2 separate regions of the Mus musculus genome follow, and region 2 is linked to region 1. A link is a contact called in public HiChIP or PLAC-seq data. All regions are on one chromosome and are shown on one strand. Each heading gives the region's core, a stretch centred on a gene start, on an enhancer-like site or on the middle of the called end of the contact. The rest is flanking DNA. Distances are from core to core; before and after follow the strand shown. Region 1 holds the start of Aldh1a2 (aldehyde dehydrogenase family 1, subfamily A2). Region 2 overlaps Myzap (myocardial zonula adherens protein).

The links. HiChIP or PLAC-seq counts read pairs in DNA pulled down with a chosen protein or histone mark.
Region 2: an H3K4me3 HiChIP or PLAC-seq map of embryonic limb bud shows a contact between it and region 1, with 5 times the contacts expected there. The contact joins the enhancer-like site here to the promoter of Aldh1a2 in region 1. A contact is called at or near these places in 8 of 39 promoter capture datasets (the 3T3-L1 cell line, embryonic stem cells, frontonasal cranial neural crest and 2 more), 2 of 15 datasets of contacts at CTCF or cohesin (embryonic stem cells and stem cell-derived epiblast-like cells), 18 of 484 Hi-C or Micro-C datasets (the C2C12 cell line, the HL-1 cell line, embryonic fibroblasts and 5 more), 10 of 115 datasets of contacts at active chromatin or transcription factors (acute myeloid leukemia, craniofacial prominence, differentiating embryonic stem cells and 5 more) and 1 of 9 other capture datasets (embryonic stem cells).

What each region holds. Positions count from the first base shown.
Region 1 is chr9:71,213,499-71,219,689 of GRCm38.p6, forward strand. Aldh1a2 (aldehyde dehydrogenase family 1, subfamily A2) reads left to right here and starts at 2,291. Exons shown (of 14, transcript NM_009022.4): 1 at 2,291-2,465. The coding sequence starts at 2,349. Gm3458 (predicted gene 3458) reads right to left here and starts at 1,888. Exons shown (of 4, transcript NR_110518.1): 1 at 1,749-1,888; 2 at 491-541; 3 at 202-241.
Region 2 is chr9:71,509,672-71,515,862 of GRCm38.p6, forward strand. It overlaps Myzap (myocardial zonula adherens protein), which reads right to left. Exons shown (of 13, transcript NM_001033208.4): 12 at 5,398-5,498. Among named protein-coding and RNA genes, the nearest start is that of Polr2m, 27 kb to the left of the region's middle. Within about 2 kb of position 3,355, at least 2 of the 459 cell types and tissues checked have an H3K27ac peak or open chromatin away from gene starts, as enhancers often do. A contact at or near this core is called in embryonic limb bud, where this site is marked.

The DNA of each region.
Region 1 (6,191 bases), core at 1,041-3,540:
AAGAAATGGAAGAGTTGGGTCAAAAGTGCAAATTCTGGCTTATGCTTTCAGACACTCCTTCCAGACCATTTTCAGCCATCCGGCCCACAAGATTCCCCCTTTTCTTTCTTCCTCAAAGACTTCTAATGGCTTTTCGGTACTTCCATCATTAAGTTCCCCAGAAGCATTAAGGTTCCCACAACCTGGAGTTAACTGACTTACCAGCCTCGTTTGCTGCTCTTCCAGCTGCAGCCGATGCTCCCTGAAACATTCCCAAACAGTTCTGTTCAGCTGCTGCTGCTGCAGCAGCCTCTGCGGAGGCAGCAGTGCTCCCACCTCTACCAGTGAAGTTTCACTTCCCTAGCCACAAGCAGGGCAAAAGGTCAGCTTCCCTAGATACCCGGCCTCCCACTTAGGTGGAGCACCAAGGTCTTGTCTTTGCTCCACTTTTGAGAGCTGTCCCTCTTACAGACAGTTATCTATAGATCTACAGGAAAGGTGGTGAGCTTACCCAGGAGCAAGGCTCTTCATCTTGTCTTAAAGTGACCTCCAGCATGGTGCCCTGCTTGGAAGATGGGGAAAACACCTTTGAACAAAACAAATGAACAACAACAAAACACCTCAAACAACAACTTCGACAATAAACCAAAACAAAGAACAGCACCAAAAACTATTTTTTTTGCTGGGGTGTTTGCTCTTCCTTCACCAAACCCTGAGATCATCCTCCTCCCCAACAGACTCCTTCCCTCTCTCTCCTTCCCTCCTTCCCTCCCTCCCTCCTTCCTTCCTTCCCTCCCTCCCTCTTCCCTCCCTTCCTCTGTCCCTCCCTCCGTTCCTCCTCTGTACCCCCTTCCCCTTCCCCCCTCTCTTCCTCCCTCGCTCCTTCTCTCCTGTAAGAGAGGATGAACTTGAACTTCTAATCCTCTTGCCTCCATCCAGTGGGATGCTGGGAATTACAGGCATGCATCTCTACCCCAGTTCAAGGTGGTGCTGGCAACTAAACCCAGCGTTCTAGGCAAGCACTCTACCTACAGAGCTACCTCCCCACCATTCTTCTTATTCTTTCTCAGTCTTCTACAGCTTAAATAAAGGCGATTCTTAGGAGTATATTCGGTTATTAAGACACACTCTTTGGCCATAAACGTTCCCTGTGAATAGGAATTTTTCAACTGCCTAAATTAGGCTGTATTGTTGCTCTAGGACGACGACGTAGTGCTTGCTCGGTCACTTTAGGCAGATACCCTATAAAGAGTTCTCGGAGCCTGGAACTTGTCTCACAAATTCAATTAAGACAACAGCATTCTGTCTGCACAGAATCTAAGCACCAATCATTTACGGAATTTTAGTTAATGAACACATCTAAAGTAAGTGTTTTGTAGTGAACAACATGCAAAGAAATGATTGAGCAAGAGCGAAGCAGTTGCTTGGGAGTTGAGAGTCTTCCATAGAAAAACAGGAAGAGTCAGGTTGGATAAGGCTGTGGGATTTTCATGGGGATAGAGGCAGAAAGCCCTATAAAGAGCTATCTATATGGGCTCGTGATATTGGTCCAATGATTCTCCCACGCTATCTGGAGTGAACTGTCTAGGCTACTGATTCCTGATCAGCGCCCATCTTTACTCAACTATAAGGCTGCTTGTAAGACGAGAAGGGATGGAGATGGAAGCTCAACCCGGAGATTCTGACAGGAAGAGCAACAGAAAATCCCAAGTGTTTCCCGGTGTGGATGGGAAGAGGAAAGGAAAGGGCTGGAAGGAGACCATCAAGACCTGGAATATCCAGGCAACCCAAGGCAGATGAAGCCCACGGCCTCAGGCACAACTAGGCCGCGGGGCCGGCAGAGGGCAGCAGTTGGGCTGAGAAGCCTGGTGGGGGCCAGCGCGGCGTCGGCGGTTCCAGAAGGTTCTCCTTGGGAGTGTGGGGAGCATCTATCACCCCACCCAGCGGCCACGCGCCCCTCGCGCCACGCGGAAGGCTGAGCGAAAGCTCTTTCGGGCTGCTCGGGACCCCGGGGGAGGAGAAGAGCGAGTGTTAGGAAGGGCGCGGGGCTCGGCGGGGCCGCGGCTCGGGCGCCTCTCCTCCCGGCCGACCAGCGCTAAGGCTCGCGGGGCTGCCATCGGCCAGCGCGGTCCCGCCGAGGCTGCGCTCCGGCCGTCGAGGCCCCCCCGGGCGCGCCCGCGGGAGCGTGGGCCGCGGACTTGACCGTGCGGGCGCCGCGCGCGGCCGTATGCAAATGTCCTCCTGGGCCGGCCCCCCGCGCCTGTGGGCCGCACGTCCAATAAGAAGCGCCCCCCGCTTGACACCTGCCTATATACAGCGAGCGCGCCCCGGCCGCGCAGCGCCCCGCGCACACCCACCCGTGGCCGCCCATGACTTCCAGCGAGATCGCCATGCCGGGCGAGGTGAAGGCCGACCCCGCCGCGCTCATGGCCTCGCTGCAGCTCCTGCCGTCGCCCACGCCCAACCTCGAGATCAAGTACACCAAGGTAAAGCCGTCCGGCGGACGCTTTCTGGAAGCATCCTCTGGATCCCTTCAGAGGCCGGGGGCCCGGAGGTCGCCTGTCATCTCCGCGCCTCCGCGGGGACCGCGATGCGGGCTTCTCAAGTCCCGCCCCGGTTTAGGGAGCGTCTTGGGAGAACCGGTCCCAAACAGAAGGCAGCGCGGGGATCGCCAGCGGCGGCGGACGGTGGTGACGACCTCGGGACTGCCTGGGGAGGTGGGATTTCCCAGAGCAGACCTGGGTCTGGTTCTGGAGTCCCCTATGACTCTTTAGAGCCGGCTAGGGTCCGGTCCTAGATGTCCCTAGGGCAGAACGAGGCTTAGTTCTGGGGTCCCTTAGAGCTCAGGGCAGACCGGAGTCCGGTTGTGCGAGCCCCCAAGTTTTATCAGAGCAAATGGAGTTTGGCTCTGGGGTCCCCCAGGTCTCCTCAGAGCAGTCCGGGCTCTGGCTTGAGGAGGGTGTTCCCCTGGGTTTCCTCAGAGCCCACCGGGGTGCAGTTCTCCCTGTCCCTCGGTCTCAGAGCAGAGTGGGGTTCACCGCCAGGGTGGCATTGCGGTCCGGTGTCGCCCCGCGGTCCCTCGGGTCCGGAGGTGCGCGGCCGCGCGGGCTTATCTTCCCTCAGAGCGGAGTCGCTGAAGGGTTGTCAGGACCGGAGTCCCACAGACTTCGCGGGGACCTGGCCGAGACGCAGTAGGTCTATGCCAGGATTTCCTCGGGATTTTGTAGGCAATGGACATTTTAGAAAAAGGGAAAATAACTCAAGTCACATAAATTAGCGAGCTCACTTTTGCACTGATAAGCCTAATGATTTTTTTCCTAACGAATTCTGACATCTTAGTTTGTCAAGCACGAATTATTGTTGTTAAACTGCATTAAAAAGCAATACACGCCTGCTGCCCCATGTGACTTGATCCCCTACCACTCCACCGTTCTCAGGGAAAAAAAATCCACGGGGGAAATTTGTGAAATACATACACAAAGGGATTGAATGTTATAGCAAAAAGGCGACTGTAGCCTTTAAAGCCACACTTCTTGAGAGTTCATTTTAGAATTTTTTTTTTTAATTTGATTTTCATTCCTACCGCAAACTCTCGCCAGTTAACTGCAGCGCGCGCACACGATACAGCTGATAAGTGTTCCATCGCGGGCATTACACTATACGCGAAAAGCAGAGAAGTTAAGTTGTTCGCATGTGACAACTGTTACGGTTGAAAGAGAAATGCAAAAACATCGTTTCTGAATTTTTGTTGCATTGAGTTTCAGAATAAGGATTTGTAGGATTCGTATTTTTGAATGTGGATTTAATGTACCTGTTAGCTTTTAGATGGTGTGACAAATTTTTGAAAGCCATTTTAATGAGAGGTCGTTAATGGTTATAGCCCTCTAGGCATTGTTTGCATAACAATAGTGCCAGTGTGTGGCACATCTCCGGGTTTAGGAACAAGCCAGGGAAGCCTGCACATAAAAGTTTTGTTTTATGAGGGTCCCTAACCTCTTCAGATGCGCTTTAGAGATCTTAAAAGGCAAGATCCACACGTGATTCCGGGGGTTTGTTTTACACTTACTTTTGATCAGATTATCTTAACAGCCCCTGAAAGTCTGCAGTAGATATCTTTTTTCAGAATTTCATTTGGAAGCTCCTCCAATTCTCCTTTTCTCTAGCCACCCCCTCTCTTCTCTCTCTTGTTCTACCCCAGTAGGAAAGACAACTGATTTATAGCTAATTGGAGCCTTTAATGTCGGAGTCTTTTTAGCTCCATGAAGACTTTTATCCAGTATCCACTTTCCCACTTATTACCAAGAAAAACAATCAGAAATGAAATAATGGATTGTAACTTGATTCTTTAATTTGTGGGGAGGAGGCGCCTTATATTTTGTCTTGACAAACAACCCTCATAAATGGTGGAGTAACACACATTACAGGCGAGCTCTTTCACAAAAACTTGTAAAATCAGGTATCTGTGAACGCTCCCAGCAGCTTCTGTGCTCAGCTCTTTAGTTAGACTTCTACACTTTCTAAGACAGGAACTGCGAACAACCCGTTCTAGTTCATTTTATTTTAACAGAAAGAACAGAGTGACTGCTCTTTTGGTAGCCTAAGTTTTTTTTTTTCTTTTCTCTTCAAAAGAGAGTTGGGAGGTCTTTTAAAAATTCATTCATGATCAAAAGTGGGGAGAAATGTATTAGCAATTTCAAACAGAGCGATGAACAAGGTAGATGGGCAATCCTTTAATGCTATTATATTTGTTAGGAAAAATTTAAAAGATATTATGCCTTGGGAATCTGTTGAAAAGGAGGAAACAAAACATTTGCATCAAATAAAGGTACTATGCAGCAAATAAATTTATAATTAATTTTGTCTTGTTAAACATGTTCTTATTGAATGACACTATAATATGATTTTTCTATGTGATTTGACAAGAATATAAACTAATTAGTGATCAACATAACTGGTCAGATTATGAGAATTTTAAAAAATATGTTCTTAGAATATTTTGCATTTGTGATCCTGCACTTATCTGCCATTTTCATCCTTTTACTTCTTGTTCCAAGGGAATGGAAAAAATAGTCAATATTATGTTAATGCCATTTTCTGTCAAAGGTTCTGTACAAAATGCTATAAAAGCAAAGTTCAACCTCGAAGCATTCTGAAAGAGCGTGTGTGTGGCTTTGTATTGGCTTTTAGGCAATTGCATTCCATTAAAAATAACATAAGCCTGCTGCTTGCTCCGAGTTCTCGTATCCAGTTTAGACTAAGGATAAATGACTGTAATGCCTTTGGAATATGTCTATTTTCTTTTTCTTCTTAAACAGGAACCTAGACCCCCCAGTTTCTTAAATGATTCTTGCTAAGAAATGGGGGGGGGTTGTTTGTTTCAAGACTTACAGTCAAGAAAGAATACTAGTATTAAAAAAATAAAAATAAAAAAAGCATGGAGGGCACCCGTGTGGAGCTGAGAGAACGTATGCTCCTTTGTGTTCTTTGAGACTGCTCAATAGCTGGTCTGATTGCATTTAGCTGTGTGTTTCTCAGTTAGTTTTTCTGAGTTATTTCTGTTTCATCTGCCTGGTTTTTGTATTGCCAGCCGTGTTGTGGGAGCATACACGTTGTAAAACTAAGGCTTAGCATTCTCCTAAGAACTGCCCCTGACTTCAGGGCGGGGTGGGGTCCCAGGATCTCCCTGCCTTCTTTCTCTCTCCCTTTCGCAGATTTCCACGTCTTTACAGAATTTCTTTATTTCACTTACTTTTCTGCTTTTTTTCAATGACTACATCTTTTCTTCTGGCTCTACTGGTTCACTTTTGGAGTGAGCAACTGAAAAATGTACGTAGTTGGCAACATACAGGGTTCTGTGTTCTCCCAGTATTTGATGCGATGTGGGGTAGGGTATAAGGGTCCACAAAGAGGGCATTTGTTGCTGCACCTACAAGAGAAAACACAAAAGGCAGCTCACTGGAAAAATCAGACAAATGTGTATCTGGGTACCTACTGTTTATTATTTTATTTGTTCATTTAATAGCCTTTTAATAAGTGCACTCTGTTTTCTGGGGTCAATTTCAACTCAGTTCAAAGGGATTTTGAGGGGCCATGTTCTTAACAATAGTGTAAATTGGATTATGGAACATCTGCCTTCTAGGAACTTAAAGTCTTATTAGGAAGATTGAGTGCCAGAATTTCCTTGTCAACATAGCAGTAGATCAGTTGGTCAA
Region 2 (6,191 bases), core at 2,105-4,604, 300 kb after region 1:
AAGAATGCAGAATTTTCTCAAAGTCACTCAAAAGGCAATTGGCAGACCCAAGACACAGATCCAAGGTCTAATACACAGCAGGCATTTTAGCCAAGATTAAAAACTGCCTTTGAGCCGGGTGTGGTGATGCACGCCTTTAATCCCAGCACTTGGGAGACAGAGGCAGGTGGATTTCTGAGTTCAAGGCCAGCCTGGTATACAGAGTGAGTTCCAGGACAGCCAGAGCTACACAGAGAAACCCTGTCTCAAAAAACCAAAAACCAAACCAAAACAAAACAAAAAACCTGCCTTTGGAGAACAGGCTGATGATACTTAGCCTGGAAATCGTCTATAGAGGACCAAACAGACACCAGCTGGAGGATTCCAGAGGCCAGAGGCTTTAAGGAATGAGGGCTTATGTCCCAGAAAGGCTCAGCCACAGAGGGCCGGGGCAGGGGTGGGGTGGGGTGGGGGCAACACTGGGGACTGGTACAGTCTTTGCAGGTACTCTAAGGACAACAAGATGCCATGAGAGAAGATGGAGGGCAGGCCAGGAAGATGAGAGAGTGAGGGAGGAGCGTCCTCTAAAGAGTAAGCATTGGTGCGCCATAGAAGAGCATAGGGAAACGGTACTACACAGGGATGAATTGAGTACCTAGTCCACAGGCACCACTCCGAGCATGTCTTAGGGAGACAGTGACTAGGAAAAGGAACAGAGCCTTCTGTTGGCACGCTTGACAAATGTGAGCAACGAAGCACAAGCCAGTGTGGCTTCTTCTAAGTCCTCTGCTGAATGAGCAAACCCCGGTATAACACAGGCCAGCTTCCTAAATCCCCACATGCTATAGACTACTTGCATATTCCTCTGAAGAATGCTTATTAAGCATCAACTGAATACCAGATTCTACAGTCTGGATGCTTGCTTCCCAAAGAGCCCAGGAATCAAAGGATTGGCCCTATTAGAGAGCTGCTAGAAAGTGGTGGGAGGGACCCATAGGAGGCGTGGCCTCACAGGAAAGTCTTAGGTAATGGTGGGGGTGGGGTCCTGCGGGGGTGTGGAACCCTAGTCTAAGTTATTCTATTTCTGCTTCCCGGATCATGCTGTAGACAGTTTTTGCTCTACCATGCAGTGCCCTCTCCAAAAGATCTTGGAATAAATTAAGTCAACAACAATATATATTTCTATTTCACCTCAGGCAGTACATTATAGTAGCAATCAGACAACTAATACCTTAGACCAGGATGAGCAACTCTGGATCCCCATTCCCAGGAATTCATAATGCTGGCAGGAAAGGGGACAGTGTGAAGGGGTACCTTAGAAGAGGGATGTGCCATTATGACTAAGGAAGAGGTCATTGCAATTTTGTTACTTGTGAGTTACACTCTAGGGGCAGCAGTGGGCACCTGACCTCTGCAGGTGTAGGGAGTGAGTGTGCAAACTCCTGCCCCGCACAGTGAGAGCCCGCAGTGCCCAGAACACACAAGGATCACTGTTGTGTCCCAGCTGACAGAGCTCTGGGACAGCCCAGGCCCTCTACTTTACACAGGGTCTGGAGGATCTGAAATCACTGAGGGTTTAACAGAGGAGGCTCATGGAACACTGAAGCACTGTATATCTATCTGACCAGGCTACCAGTCATTTGATAACTACCTATAAAAGTTGACAAAACCATCTTAGTAAACCCAAACTCTTTTATATTGGATACAGTGTGTTTTACATCTAAAAACCAGACTTGGGGTTTAGTTAAATGTAATAATGTCTATTTTTAAAAAAAATCTGTATTTGCATTTGTATCGGAGTTTGTACACATGAATGCAGTAGTTGCCGAGGCTGGATGGGGTTGGTTAGAACTGCAGTGAGAGGTGGTTGTGAGCCACACCCAACATGGGTGCTAGGACCCAGCCTCTGCCAGAGCAGTAAGTGCTCTGAACTGCTGAGCCATCCCTCCAACCCCCTACTGGCTATGGTTTACTAAGGGTACCTGCTCGTCTTTTCATCTAATCCTCACACAACACACATGACAGTTCATGTCTATCATCCCCTTTCCCATTTTGAGGATGAATGTGTCCAAGCTTCAACCTGCCCAAGGCAGAGGTCAGCTAGTGGCTGGCAGGGCAGGGCAGGGCTTTCAGGCGCCCTAACTGCTCCTCTGTGCTATACAGCTGAGCTCTTTGTGGCAGGAGAACGAACAGACTACTTCTGTGTCACTGAGGCTAAATTCAATATGTTCTGAGCAAAAACATTGTGGAGGAGGCTGTATTTAAAAAAAAAAACAAAAAACAGAAAACAAAACAAACCATTCTGAGCCGGGTGTGTGGCTCACACCCAGGGCCCTAGCACTTGGAAGGCAGAGACAGCAGGATCAGGAATCCTCAGCTACACAGTGAACTCAAAACCAGCAGGGCATACATGATCACCTGTCTTAATGAAACCAATATGTAAGTAAAATAAGGAAATAAGTGAAACAAAAATAATTAAAAACAACTTAAATATAAAAATATTCTGGAAGATCTCATGGAAGATTTTCCTTTCTAGGTCTAAGTTCGAAGCCCACATAAGAAAAAGACTTTTCTCAGGACGCACCTACCACAGCCTGGCAACCTTGTGCTTTTTCCCTTCCCTCCCTTGTGTGTATGGGCATGTGGGGTGCCAAGGTGTACACACGGAGGTCATAGGCTCCTTCCGCAATGTGAGTCTCAGGGATCAAACTCATGTCCTTGGGTTAGAGGCAAGCAGCTTCACCCACTGCACCATCTCACCAGCCCAGCCGCCCTCAACTTTCTGAGTCACTTTCAGGTACAAATGGCAGTACCCAGCCATAGAAACTCGGTCTCCCCCTGGCTGTGCGGCTTCCAGAAAAGAGAGTTGTTGATTTTCTCTGGGCCTCAGATTTGCTTCCTTTGAAACGTAGAAATTCATGTCGACTGTGGGGTTCCAATCTGGTTTTGCCCACAGGCTTCTATTTAAGCCAGTCTTACTTAGAGTCCAACATTCAAAATTAAGTGCTGGCTTAGTTTAGTTGGAGCTAAGAAGGCTGTGGGGAGGGAAGATGCTCCCCAGAGAGTACCTCAATAATCCTCCTCCCCCACCATCCTCCACATCTCCCCAGAAACCCCCCACAACAGGGCAAAGTCTTTGTAAGAAGCCCAGTGGAAACCCTGCCTCGGGATAGTGCAGAAGCTCCTCTCTGCTCACCCGTATGACCTGGGGGTGCTTTTCACATAGTAGGCACTTCATAAATATTTGAGAGGAAACGGGTGAAATATTATTCTGCCCTTTCGGAAATGTGGTTATGTAGCTTTCATTTCCTCCGCTGACTGACCTAAGCAGTTAAACCGCCACAATGGATCCTGAGGGAAACCCAAATGCTACATTTATGGAAAAGCTGCCTTTCGATTCTGACATGCCTTCCAGGTTCACTGCGGCCATAAGTTAAGGCTCTGTCAGCACTTCCATTATGAAAACTGTTTTGTGGTTTCATAACGTAGCCATAAAAGTTTGCCTCCGGCTATCCTTGGGTGTACAAATTGAAAAGCTTGTTTTAAGCCAAAATGTGGGAATCAGAAAACAAACAATTTATTGGTTTCAGACATGGTTTTGTGCCCGTCTTGGCCAAACAAGATTTACGATGTGGGGAAACAGAATGAGCTGAGACACTTGGTTTCTGAAAAGCCTGAGAAAGAGGGAAATGGCCAAATTACTCATATTTCAAAAGGGTCCCCACACAATCAGTCATTCTTTTGCTTATATTTTCATCAAGTAAATTGTGTCTTATGTTGGAGATGTTGAATCTACTTTATGCATTCTTACCTTTTTTTGAAAAAAGCATTTTCTGTTAATTCTGTTAGAATGGTATAACTGCCTGTTTACCTGGACATCAGAAAACTGACAGAGAAAGTTCAACAATGCTGCTGGTGAGTTCCTCAGACGGCAGCAAATGGCTGGATTTAATCAATAAGAACCCATCAGTCACAGATTTGAAAGTAGAAAAATGAGGTCTCACCGTATCACATTATGAGACTTGGTAAAGCCACTGACTTCTCAGATGGGGAGGCCAAGGCCTCAGCATAGAAAGAACTCCTAGACGCCAGGCTACAGGTGATTAACAGCACCAGACCCAGGCATTCCACATCCCAGCTGGGCAATCAGCTGGTTACTCCTTCCCACCAGATGTTACTATGAAAGGTCCCAGGATCTGACATATTTTCTGGACGACTGTTGCCTAACACAGTACAACACACAAGTGCATACACCTATAACAAGAGTCCTTTCTTGTTCTCACTTCATGACTTTGAAGACCTTAATCACAAGCCACAGGTCATTAAGTTATTATTTAGCATCCCCTGGGCTGAGCACAGTTGAGCATCTAGCCATGGCAAGTTTGCTCCGATTAGAGACAGGACACTAAATCACAGGTTCAGCTTTCACAGGACACAGACCTCTGTGTGGGAAGCTGAACAATGAACAATAGGTCAGCCTAGTAAGAAGCTGGTGGTCAAAGGCAGGGTTATAGTCTGTCTTAGAGTTATCATTTGCAGTTGACCAAAGCAACTTAGACAGGAAAGGGTTTATTTGGCTTACATTTCTATAGCAAGGTTGATCATTAAAAGAAGTCAGGACGGGAACTCAAACAGGTCAAGAATCTGGAGGAAGGAGCTAACACAGAGGCTGTGGAAGAGTGCTGCTTACTGGCTTGCTCTCTCTGGCTTGCTCAGTCTGCTTCCTTACAGAACCCAAGACCATAAACCCAGGGATGGCCCCACCCATAATCGGCTGGGTTCCCCCTATCCCCATCAATCTCTAATTAAGAGAATGCCCTATGGGCTTGCCTATCACCAGATCTTCTAAAGGCATTTTCTCAACTGAGGCTCCCTCTCCTCAGATGACACTAGCTTGGGTCAAGTTGATCTAGAACTAGCCAGCACACAGTCTAAGATCATTATAATGGACCAGATTCGAACCAGACGTTTGAACTTATTCAGCTATGGTACTAAGGAATAAATGACTTTTGTTCCTCATTTGGATGTTCCCCTTTAAGGTACCCAGCACAGCCTCTAATATGGTTATTAATGCCATCCTATATCCGGTGCCTCCTCCATACTCTACTCTCAGGCAGGAATAAGTCTTGTTTCTCTCTGTAACCTAGCTCTCTGGAACAGTTTGCAGAATGAATGAATGAATGAATGAATGAACAAAGGCATGCAGTAACTGATAGCTATGGCTTCCTCTGTTTCTTGTTCACTGTCTCCTCACCTCACACAATTCTTCCGCCTACTCAGAAGTCACCACTTAGCTTTAAAGCTGCATTTTTCATAGGAAGAATTCGATTCTGTTCATCACTGCCCAGGAAAATATTTTTCTTAAGTCAAAGAAGGATTTTTTTTCTTTGGTCGGAAAAACAGGAAATTCCTAAATACCTGGGAAGAAGATCACACCCCACTCCAATTTCTCTTGTTTCCACTTCAGTCTTGGGCTGGGTTTCTGTCAAATAGTCCAACCTGCTTTGTAGTTCATTATTCTAGAATTGAGAAGAAAGTAGATTTAGTAAATCAAGCCTATAGCACTGACTCCCATCACAAGGTGTGACTTACAGAGTTGATGTCAATTCCATCATTATACAAAGCTCTCCATATGTGTGCACACATGCACACCAAGTTGTGCATAAATGAAAATAACACGCTTGTTATGCTATAGCATTATCTTCTTCTTTCAATCAACAATTTATTGTAGGGATAATAAGATGGCTCAGTGTATAAAGGTGACTGCAGCAAGGCTGATGACCTGAGTTTGAACCCCAGGACCCACATGGTGGAAGGAGAGATCTTACTTCTGACCTGCATATGAGCTCTTTGCATGTGTGTGTACGAGCACACATGATGCTCGTACACACACACACACACACACACACTCCAATCACTCTAATGTGTTGTAGATGTCTCCCCAAATTTACTACTTTTCTTTCTGTGTCAACAAACTATGTTAACTGAATCACAGTATCCCATTGTATGGATATACAGTACTTATTTCACCAGTCTTATACGATGGGCAGTTAGATATTTATCACATTTTTTTGGCATTATAAATAAGGTGCAAGTCAACTTTTAACACTCCCTTACTAAGCTATAAAATGAGTAAGTCCATTAATTTAATTTAGTGGGAAATGCCTCTATAACTGAATAATTAGTATTTCATAGGTGTGGAAAAAGTCAGA